3 separate regions of the Salmo salar genome follow, and regions 2 and 3 are each linked to region 1. Evidence: chromatin contacts called from public Hi-C data. All regions are on one chromosome and are shown on one strand. Each heading gives the region's core, a stretch centred on a gene start, on an enhancer-like site or on the middle of the called end of the contact. The rest is flanking DNA. Distances are from core to core; before and after follow the strand shown. Region 1 holds the start of LOC106611127 (BEN domain-containing protein 3). Region 2 holds the start of LOC106611136 (ornithine decarboxylase 1). Region 3 holds the start of hs1bp3 (HCLS1 binding protein 3).

Evidence for each region. A called contact is a pair of places that touch in the nucleus more often than the background predicts.
Region 2: a contact with region 1 is called in a Hi-C map of gill, with 2.7 times the contacts expected there. The contact joins the promoter of LOC106611136 here to the promoter of LOC106611127 in region 1. A contact is called at or near these places in 2 of 3 Hi-C or Micro-C datasets (blood and gill).
Region 3: a contact with region 1 is called in a Hi-C map of blood, with 6 times the contacts expected there. The contact joins the promoter of hs1bp3 here to the promoter of LOC106611127 in region 1. A contact is called at or near these places in 3 of 3 Hi-C or Micro-C datasets (blood, gill and muscle).

Annotation. Positions count from the first base shown.
Region 1 is chrssa09:26,419,113-26,422,657 of Ssal_v3.1, forward strand. It overlaps LOC106611127 (BEN domain-containing protein 3), which reads left to right and starts at 1,519. Exons shown (of 4, transcript XM_014211003.2): 1 at 1,519-1,672; 2 at 2,871-2,925; 3 at 3,061-3,257; 4 at 3,436-3,545. The coding sequence starts at 2,874.
Region 2 is chrssa09:26,175,084-26,178,628 of Ssal_v3.1, forward strand. LOC106611136 (ornithine decarboxylase 1) reads right to left here and starts at 1,523. Exons shown (of 10, transcript XM_014211026.2): 1 at 1,218-1,523.
Region 3 is chrssa09:26,567,544-26,571,088 of Ssal_v3.1, forward strand. It overlaps hs1bp3 (HCLS1 binding protein 3), which reads left to right and starts at 2,017. Exons shown (of 7, transcript XM_014211000.2): 1 at 2,017-2,327; 2 at 2,705-2,870; 3 at 3,204-3,411. The coding sequence starts at 2,302.

The sequences.
Region 1 (3,545 bases), core at 269-2,768:
TTAAATAATTAGTATTCTTCAGAAATGACTGTCAAAGCAACAAAATACCTAGCACTTTACAATGACGGTAAAAACTTGGAGAAATGTTGGGATTAAGTGGGTTAAAGTCTTCCTAGAAGTTGTAGAGGGTGCACAGAGGGACTTGGCAAATTGTTAAATTTTGGCACTTTAGCAAGTCTTTATTCATATAAAAAAATAAGATTAATTGAATACTGCATTTAATCATTTAAAAGGGTAGAATAGCAGCTACCTTTGTCTACATAAAATCTTAGAAAGCCTCTAATCCTCACACATGCATTTATCCCCTTACAAAACTGGATTTGTGTTTTTGGATGCTGACATTTGGATCAAATGCAGTGGTGTAAAATACTTAAGTAAAACTACTTTAAAGTACTCCTTAAGTTGTTTTTGGGGTATCTGTACTTTACTATTTACATTTTTGCCAACTTTTACTACATTCCTGAAGAAAATAATGTACTTTTTACTCCATACATTTTTCCTGACACCCAAAAGTACTCCTTAGATTTTGACAGGAAAATGGTTCAATTCACACACTTATCAAGAAAACAACCCTACTGCCTCTGATCTGGCAGACTCATTAAACACAAATGCTTTGTTTGTAAATTATGTGTGAGTGTTTAGAGTGTGCTTTTGATACTTAAGTATATTTAAACCAAACACTTTTACTGAAGTAGTATTTTACTGGGTGACACTTTCTTGTCATTTTCTATTAAGGTATTACTTTTACTCAAGTATGACAATTGAGAACTTTTTCCACCACTGATAAAATGGGATGATGTTGGATTTAAGGCGTTTTAAGTGTGAGAAATACGATTTACTTAAATTATTATCTGGGAATCTGACTTGGACCTACAGTAGTGGGCCCATGAGCTATTTATTTACCGCCACCCTCTGTTGTAAATGCAATTCCATTTGAAAACACAGGAGGGAGACATATACCATAGTAATGTTACTTTTTATGTTCAAGTTGCAAGTGGAGCTAAAAAGGGTTGTCGATTGATTGAAATGTGTATTAAAGGACGGGGTTAATAAATCACTTTGATCGATGTTTTCATTGTCATTGAACACATTGTTTATAAAGTCTTCTATCACACATGTTTAGGTAAGCTATGTAATCTCATGGAATGTAAGTGAACACTAGAATTCACTTTGTGCAGGTGAAAATGAAACTGGATCCATTTTCTCCATGGTTTACTATTCGTTCGTGGCCCACTCTGCGAAGGTACTGCACATCTTCAGAGAGCGCTAATTGCAGCTACCTGTTGAAATGCAGAGAATATCTGCCTGTAGGCCAGCTCACGTGAAATAGCCTGCAAGGCTATCAAGCCTCATATGGGGATTCGCAAATTAGCCACAAATAATGTAGCTAATATACCTTTCGATTCATTGCATTTTCGCGCAATTTGGGTTATTGTTTATCTCTGTTGTCATCATGCACAAGGCCCACGGCCACACAAAACACATCCACAGCTGTGCGGAAATGACACAGCAGGCGCGCGCCCAATCACGTCACGCGAGACAGCACAGAGAAGAAAAAAAAAGAGGAGAAACACGAACAACAGTTATCCGTGTGTGAAATTCCCACGACATTCTCGGCAAATATGTTAACCCAACCTTCAATTACTGCAAAGGACTCCATGAAATCGTAAAGGTGAGCTCGAACATCTGCGTTTTTGAGACAATTCCACGAAGACGAGTGGGAAAAACTCGTCCGAGGATATACACTGCCTCGTCACTAAAGAAGAATCCCTAAAAACAATGATTAGCTAGCTTTAATGCGAAGTAGAAATATCAATTTGCTGTGTTTTCAAATAAATCTCATTGCATTTTTAATTGCCACGAAAGACTGAAGTTGACAGCGTGAAAAGTATGACACAGCTGTGTGTGTAGTCCAAAGAGTATCTATTATATTGGCAAGATAGCCGAGTGACCGCTCTAACAATGGAAAAACATGTCCTTAATGATTGAAGGCAAGGGAGATCAGGTGGGTCCATTCTAGCCAGTGTGAGAGCAGATATGCGTGTGAACGTCAGGCACAACTAAGTGCGTTTTCTCAAAGTTGTCGAATGCCACGTGCATCCACTTATATCATTGTATTTGTAACAGCCTAAACATTATATTCGATTAAATAAGCCTCACGTTATTGAACACTCAAAGACCGACGTACAAAAAGGGGCTTATCTCACGTGGACAGATCTTGGGCGGAGTACATCCTCTCGTTTCGCCTCTTCCTCTCTCTGTGTACTCATGTTTTGGTTCATGGGCTTCTAGTGGAAGAATGAGGAAGTGGATGGGACAGAAACAGAAGTAAAAGGGGGCGAGTGAGAAGTCATAAAGCCTCTAGTTACAGACGTTGAGTCCTCTCTTGCATCACTACGAGAACACAACTCACCCACTGTTAACAGTTAAACAGCAGAGCACAAGTGTATTATATTTATTTGTAAAATGAATGTAGCTTGAATGTAATTCAGTATTTTCGATTAGTAAACATGCGCCCAAGCAGCTGATCAGGGTTCAGTATGACATCATGTAGGCCTAATTGCCCATGAACATGTTCAAGCAGGTGAAGTAGACAAAGTGAACAAGGGCCTGTTTGATTACGACAATAATAACATCATAGGCTTTACTTTCTATGGAACAACACTCACAGTTATGTTGTTGAATATAGAATGGGACTTTTAATCATTTTGAAATATCTTATGAAAGATTAAGCCTAACAATATAGCACACTTTGGACAATGGAATGTGTCTTTAGTCAAGGTTACTTAACTGTGCAGTGACATTTTAATTCTTAAACGAATAAAGATGTTACAGGTTTGATTTATTTTTATTCAATTTTTTCACTATAGGACATGAATTCCTCTGACCATGGGGAAAACTCGGATGGAGAAAAGCTTGAGAGAGGTAAGTCTATAAAATGTATTGACACTGTTATAATGCAACTATCCACTGAAATGGTTTGGATTGATCAACACCTAAATTGGGAAAATCAAATTAACTTGTAAATAACATAACATTGATTTTAAATGTTTTCTGCAGAGAGAGAACCCATTCAAGACATCAAGTTGGAGACGGATGACTGTGCTATTAGTGAGACAACTGATGGACCACGAAGATGGTCTCTTGGAACTAGTGAGGCCACCAGCAAACGTACTGTTATGGACATGGGCTGTGACGCTCACAATTCTGAATTGGACCAGTCTACCAGCAGCAAGAGAGTCAGGGTCTCTAGTGAGGTAAATTAATGAAATGGCATAATCTATACCTCATGCCTAACTGAACTTGCTAAATAGGCCTGTCTATGTGATGACATTTGTCCATCTATTTATTTAGCATGCTTATTCTAGTTCTTATATGACTTAGAAAATACATCTGCGATAAGAAATGGATCATGTTTTTGTTGTCTCTGTGTAGGCTGGGCGACGCTTACTGAGGAGATTGTCTGAAGAATCCACGAGGCCTCAACCCCTTTGCCTGACATCTGCTGACCAGGAGAAGACTATAGCCTCTTACAGGAAGCCTCT
Region 2 (3,545 bases), core at 273-2,772, 240 kb before region 1:
GTCTATGCTGTGTTAGGGTTTAATGGATATTTCCATAATTCATTCAACCAGCCCGTTAACAGTTTAGATAATCATATAGCCTAGTATGACTGAGAAGCAGTTACTGTTAACATCGCAAGTGTTATCAGAGAGCATTAATGGCCAATATACTTTTTTTTTTTTTACATTATCGGACAATCTGAAGGATTTTTTTTGTTGAACAACCACACCCTCGAGAAGGCGGACTACAGGGCAATCTTTTATCCGGGTCTCAAACGGATACAACGTCTCTCGACAAGTCTCTACTAATCAGCAAGTGAGGAACCGCCTCTATGACAAGGACACGGCTAAAGTATCCAAATAGCAGGGAGACAGTGGCTAAATCGTTAAGTGGCATGAAAAGGAACCAATCAGGAAAGACTGACGCAAAACAAACGCTTCTTGGCTGAACCAATCAGCATTTTATCCGCTTGGCGCGCCATTATAATGGGCGCATTCGACATTGCAGCCGACTTCAAAGGCGAGTCGAGACTGACCGATCTCCAAATCACCCGGCTTCATAAGTAATTACTCCTCAATATAACTTCTAGATCTGTTAGTCTGTCACAATTTACCCATGATACATCACCGTTTTGATGCGCTCGAACACGGCCCAAAATTCTTTATTCATTCACGCCATGCCAGCATGGCCACACGAGCTTCGTCAATGTAGCCCAATGTTACCGGTACACATTTCATCATAAAATATATTTTAGCAAGCTAGTTAAAGACAGTGTGTGGGGACTGGGAGTTGTTCACGAATGTAACAAAAACGTTCACCGAGTTTCTTTGCCAATCTCATTCCCGCGGTCCAAACCATACTTCAAACCCAACCCCAGGTTCGCCAAAGTATACACGGCGTCCCTTGGGGCTGCTCCAAACCCATCACTTCCATTAAACCAAAAACGTAGAAGATAGCGTTACGTTTCTCTCTAACGTTGCACGATGTGGCATATCCTTTTCGCTCCGGGAGACCTGTACTGTTACACAGATCAATGTAACGTTACAGGTCTCCATGAGCGAAGAGGCTAAATATGGCATAACCATAATATTACTTTAGCTAAACACAATTTGGCACGATCTGACTAAGCCAACGTGGATATCGCAATGCATGGATGAATACGATAGCCTACCTAGCTAACCTGTTTAAAATAAATTAATTCGTGAAAATGTAGAATACATTATTGAAGAAGGCCTACCTTAAAAAGCATTTACAAAGAGTGTGTCCATTAGACCAGAATCCTGGAAAATATGACTTGGTTTTTCCTCGTCAGCCGAGTCTGTCACGAAACTGTGTCGCGCTCTCTAACTGAATTACAACTGGAAAGTTGAAGCCAACGTTTCGATACGACCGTATTTATAGAGGTGCCGTCTCCAAGGAAACACGCCAGCTGAAACCGGCCTTCTGTAGACGTAGGAACCGGTTCAGTCTTGTCACCGGCTCCATGTGCTCTAGAAGGAAGTAGGACGCCGTAGCAAGAAAGCGTCTCTTCGTTCTTCTTCTTTGGTATCATGGCATTCGCACATTTTGTTTGTGCATGCCGCCACCTACTGTGTGGTAGTGTGTGGTCAATTACGTAACTTTTTTAATTTTGTAAAAAGAAAAAAGTTGCACCACCAACTAACCCTACACCTATATACCACTATTTAATATTTAAAAATCATCACTCCATTCCTCTACTTTGACCCTAGCTGATCCTACACCAGGCCGAAGGCCTGGGAGGACAGGAGTCTTTCTTTAATCACACCTTGTACCTCTTCTGCAGTAACCCTTACAAGAAAATATAGCAGTTTTGAAACTGCAGTAAAAATGCAGTAACTGCAGTCGACTGTGGCATTTTGGACTCAGTAATTGCCGAATAAATTCAGTGTACCGCACTGCAGAGTCTGCAGTTACACTGCAAAATTACTGCAGTAAAAAAATAGTGTTCTTTTGGAGGCAGCATTTGCAGCATACTGGAGTTATACTGCACTAATTAAGCAATGAGGCATGAGGGGGTGAGGTACATGGCCAATATACCACGGCTAAGCGCTGTTCTCTTGCACGCGGAGTGCCTGGACACAGTCTTAGCCGTGGTATATTGGCCATACATCACAAACCCAGATGAGCCTTATTTCTATTATAAACTGGTTACGAACTTAATTAGAGCAGTAAAACTAAATGTTTTGTCATACCCGTGTTATATGGTCTGATATACCATGGCCTTCAGCAGTTATAAACTGGCTGGTTCAAGCCCTGAATGCTGATTGGCTAACAGCCATGGTATATCAGACCGTAAACCACGGGTATGACAAAACATTCAGTTTTACTGCTCTAATTAAGTTGGTAACCAGTTTATAATAGAAATAAGGCTCCTCTGGGTTTGTGATATATGGCCAATATACCACGGCTAAGGGCTGTGTCCAGGCACTCAGTGTTGCGTCGTGAAAAATAACAGCCCTTAGCCGTGGTATATTGGCTGTATACCACACCCCCACGTGCCTTATTGCTTAATTATACTGCAGTGTACTGCACTCTGACTGCAATCTTTTTTAGTAAGGGAAAACCTTGTACACCCAAGTACTTCTCTGCAGCTGCCGCCACATCTATTTTCTGTGATTTATGTTCCATTTCTGCGGTACAGTTGATAACCATGGCAATGAATGCTAAGAAGCCAACCTTACTGAAGCACAAATTCGTTTCACTCTTGTCCCATCATCATTTACTCACTTCACTGCCTCAGCATATGACATCTTCTGTTTTACTCTGACCCTGGCAACCTCAACCTGTCTCTCTTGCACCGGGCTCTTCTGATCCCCAGCAAGATGGCCACCCCCACAATTGACACAAACCGTTTTTCCACCGATACTACACATTTCTTTGTCTCATGCCCTCCTGCACACTTCTCGCATCTTGGAATCTCCCTGCTACACACTGCTGCAACATAACCATAAGCTTGACATCTGAAACACCTTAGTGGGTTCGGCATCTGAAACACCTTAGTGGGTTCGGCACAAAAGCTCTCACTGGATAATTTACATATCGTCAGCACAGTAATCATTGTTTTCAAAGGCGCCCTGCTCCGGAGAGCAAAGCAAGTCACAGCTCTTGTCCCTAGTCACGTGACGTGCCCGCTCCCTCTAGACAGAAGAAACACAGAAAATCATCACAAGTCCACTTCGAGCTACCTTCACCGATTTCACAATACCCAATTTATTTTCTACCCAGGCTGAGAATACATATGGATCAGCCAAAAGGCAGGGATCCACTTTCTCCAAAAATGTCACTCCCACTGGGCCCAAATCATCCTTTGCATGAGCATCAGGGTGAGGCTCGGACTCGGAGGTATTCACCACACCTGCCACCACAAGTAATTCATCCTCACTCTCGTCAGGTTCAATTTCTGAGCTATCAGAGACAGCCGAATATGGTTTGTACTTGGCGCTATTCTTCTTCGACACACATCTTCCCACTGCATTAGGCTCTTCTACTTCTTCCTCACAGTCCATAACCACATCTATCCATTCACCAGGCTCATGCCGCGCCT
Region 3 (3,545 bases), core at 767-3,266, 150 kb after region 1:
GGAGCCTTCCACAAGCTTCCCACAATAAGTTGTTTGAATTTTGGCCCATTCCTCCTGACAGAGCTGGTGTAACTGAGTTAGGTTTGTTGGCTTCCTTGCTCGCACACGCTTTTTCAGTTCTGCCCACACATTTTCTATAGGATTGAGGTCAGGGCTTTGTGATGGCCACTCCAATACCTTGACTTTGTTGTCCTTAAGCCATTTTGCCACAACTTTGGAAGTATGCTTGGGATCATTGTCCATTTGGAAGACCCATTTGCGACCAAGCTTTAACTTCCTGACTGCATCGGATTCCTCCGGTCAACTGACGACTGAGGTCAGCTTGCAAGGAGTTGCTAGAGCGCAATGAGCCAAGTAAGGTCCCCCCCGGCCAAACCCGGGACAATTGTGCGCTGCCCTATGGGATTACCGATCACGACCGGTTTTGATACAGCCTGGGATTGAACCCAGGTCTGTAGTGATGCCTCTAGCAATAAAATGCAGTGCCTTAGACCGCTGCGCAACTTGGAAAGCCCTCAGGCCCATCTTTTTAAAGAAACACCATTTCAAGTAGTTTTGTTCTGGTCACAAGATAATCCAGAAAATTACAATAAACAGAGCCACAATCAGGCAGAAAACCTAATGTTCTATTCTCAGCCAGGGCCATCTTTTCAAAGAAAACAATGAAATTATCTCTATTTCAGCTAAATAAGCAGATTTGTTGAGATTACAAGGAAATCCTAATAATTCAGCTGAAGAGCGCCACAGTCATGCAGAAAAATCTGATTGTTCTATTATAGTGAGAACAATCAGTTTCCTTGGCTGATGTGGCTGCTACTTAGAAATACTATAACAGTAAATGAATAGATGACATTCACTGCTATGAGGCCGTCTCCAGTATAATTGCATAGTTTACACAGACCCACCGTGGACCTTTGACAAATACATCTCCGTCCAATAGCTGTTTTGCAGTGGTGTAAAGTACTTAATTAAAATTACTTGAAAGTTCTACTTAAGTATTTTTGGGGGGTATCTGTACTTTACTGTTTATATTTTTGACAACTTTTACTTCACTATATTCCTAAAGAAAAATATGTACTTTTTACGCCATACATGTTCCCTGACACTCAAAAGTACTCGTTGCATTTTGAATGGTTAGCAGGACAGAACAATTGTGTAATTCACACACTTATCAAGAGAACATCCCTGGTCTTCACATTTGCCTCTGATCTGGCGGACTCACTGAACACACATGCTTCGTTTGTAAATTATGTCGGAGTGTTGGAGCATGCCCCTGGCTATAGGTACATTTAAAAATCAAAGACAATGGTACCTTCTGGTTTACTTAATAAGGAATTTGAAAAGATTTATACATTTACTTTTGATAGTTAATTATATTTAAAACCAAATACTTTCGACTTTTACTGAAGTACTTTTTTACTGGGTGACTTTCACTTTTACTTGAGTCATTTTCGATAAAAGGTATCTTTATTTTTACTCAAGTATGACAATTGGGTACTTTTTCCACCACTGCTGTTTTGTCAACGAACTCAATGTATTCGAACACTGGTGGTAACCATATGATCCCAATGTAGCCTAGTAGGTAGCCTAGTAAAACGATGCCCCCCTCTGGTATATTATTTAGCGAACTATCTGGATCCTAGGGGGGGTGAGGTTAAATGCGGCAAACACATTTTGGTTGAATGCATTCAGCTGTGAAACTGACTTGGTATCTCCTTTCACTTCGTTGTTGTTTCCTTGTTTACTACTGAAATATATGGGCGGACTGAAATGGACGGACCCACTGTAAATGTATTTTTTCATATAAAACGTGTCCCAGTGCAACATGCCCAGATCTTCCCACTGGGGCATGGCTTATGGAGAGTTCTATGAAATAAGCGCTGGTATGGCCGTATTGTAGCCCATCGAGTTCTCACACGGGGACCGATGGCTATAGTGTTGCAGGGCTGCAAGCAAAAGCCATAAAGGCAAAGAGGGATGGGCTATCAGCTGATCATAGCCAATGTAGATGATGACCTAGTTACCTAGCTTTGCTGTCGAAACAGGCTAGTTTTTACTTGATTTGAGCTTGTTCTGCTTTCTGCTTGTTCTGACATATGCCTCGACTTACTATCAAGGAGTCGATGTGCAGCAGCGCGCTTTTATTTTGAAGGCTAAAACCGGAAGTTTCTGTTTTGTATGCTGGCAGCAGAAACAGTATCTAGTTCCCATCCCATGACTTGTATCATAACAGTAGGGAATGGGGGTGGTCAGCTTGACTACAGCTAAACAGAGACTAGACAGGACCGCAATCTTACCACAATGCCAGACGGACTTATTACAAGCAGGTAAAATTAAGAAAATTTCGTAGCTGTCTTTCTTTGACGTTTCGGGGTTGCCTGATAACATTAACACTTGTGAAACACATCCCCATCGTTGTTTACTTGTTGAAGCCAGTCTTTGTTTTTCCCTGTACCAACCCAGGGGTCCCTTTGACTTAGTTGCAACTATTCACCAAACTATTGTGCACATATTAATTAATACCAGCATGTAGTGAAATAAAAGTTGTCATTGACATGTTTGCTGGATTCCTTTCTTGCTGTTTACCGTTGGGACAGTGTGGAATGATGTTTATGCAAGATGTCACTCCACAGTTCTGTTCTTGTATGAATCTTGCACTTTGTGCAGTTACTTTTGGTCAATGTCACAATGTTTTTCATCCCAGGCCGTTGCAGAATGAGGTGACAGGCATAGATCTGCAGGTGCCTCATTACCAGGAGATCCGTGGTACCATGATGACAGGTCATGTGGAGTACCAGATAATTGTGGTGACTCGGCTGGCTGCCTTCAAATCCGCCAAGCACAAACCTGAAGACATTGTACAGCTGGTGGTAGGTAGTCACAGGTTGTCGTAGTCTCATGTAAGTTAGGTGGAAACATAAGTATTAGCATCCTGCCCCTGTGCCCCTAATCACCTCAAATTGAAAGTGATGGTGTAGCAGCTACTGCTTTGGTCTGAAATTGTGGTAACACTTCACTGTAGCATTCAGTATGTACAGTATGCATTCCTAAACCCTTTATAACGGCTACATAATGCATAATAACATTAAGATTTTGAACAACAACCAAATATACAATTGTAACGGTTGGATTTGAACCCCAAAGCATTGCTATAAAAGCTACAGGCGTACCTATACCATGCATGTTTTACATGTGTTTTGCAGGTTTCAAAGAAATACAGTGAAATTGATGAGTTTTACTACAGACTCATGGGTCAGTATCCGAAGATCACCTTACCAGCCATGCCTCGCAAGGCCCTGTTTGTAGGCGAGGCAGACATCCGGGAGCGTAGGGTGGCCTTTGACGAACTGGTCAAGTTCATCTCCAAGAATTCTACACTTGCTACTTGCCCAGAGGTGTTGGAGCTCTTAGGTAATGTACCACAATGCACTACAGTAAATAGTATTTTTTTCTATAGAATTTTTTGACATTTTAATGTGCTCTTTCCTACTCGTTCCTTCTAAATATGGCATCAGTGCTTGTCTGACTGAAACTTGCACTTTCTA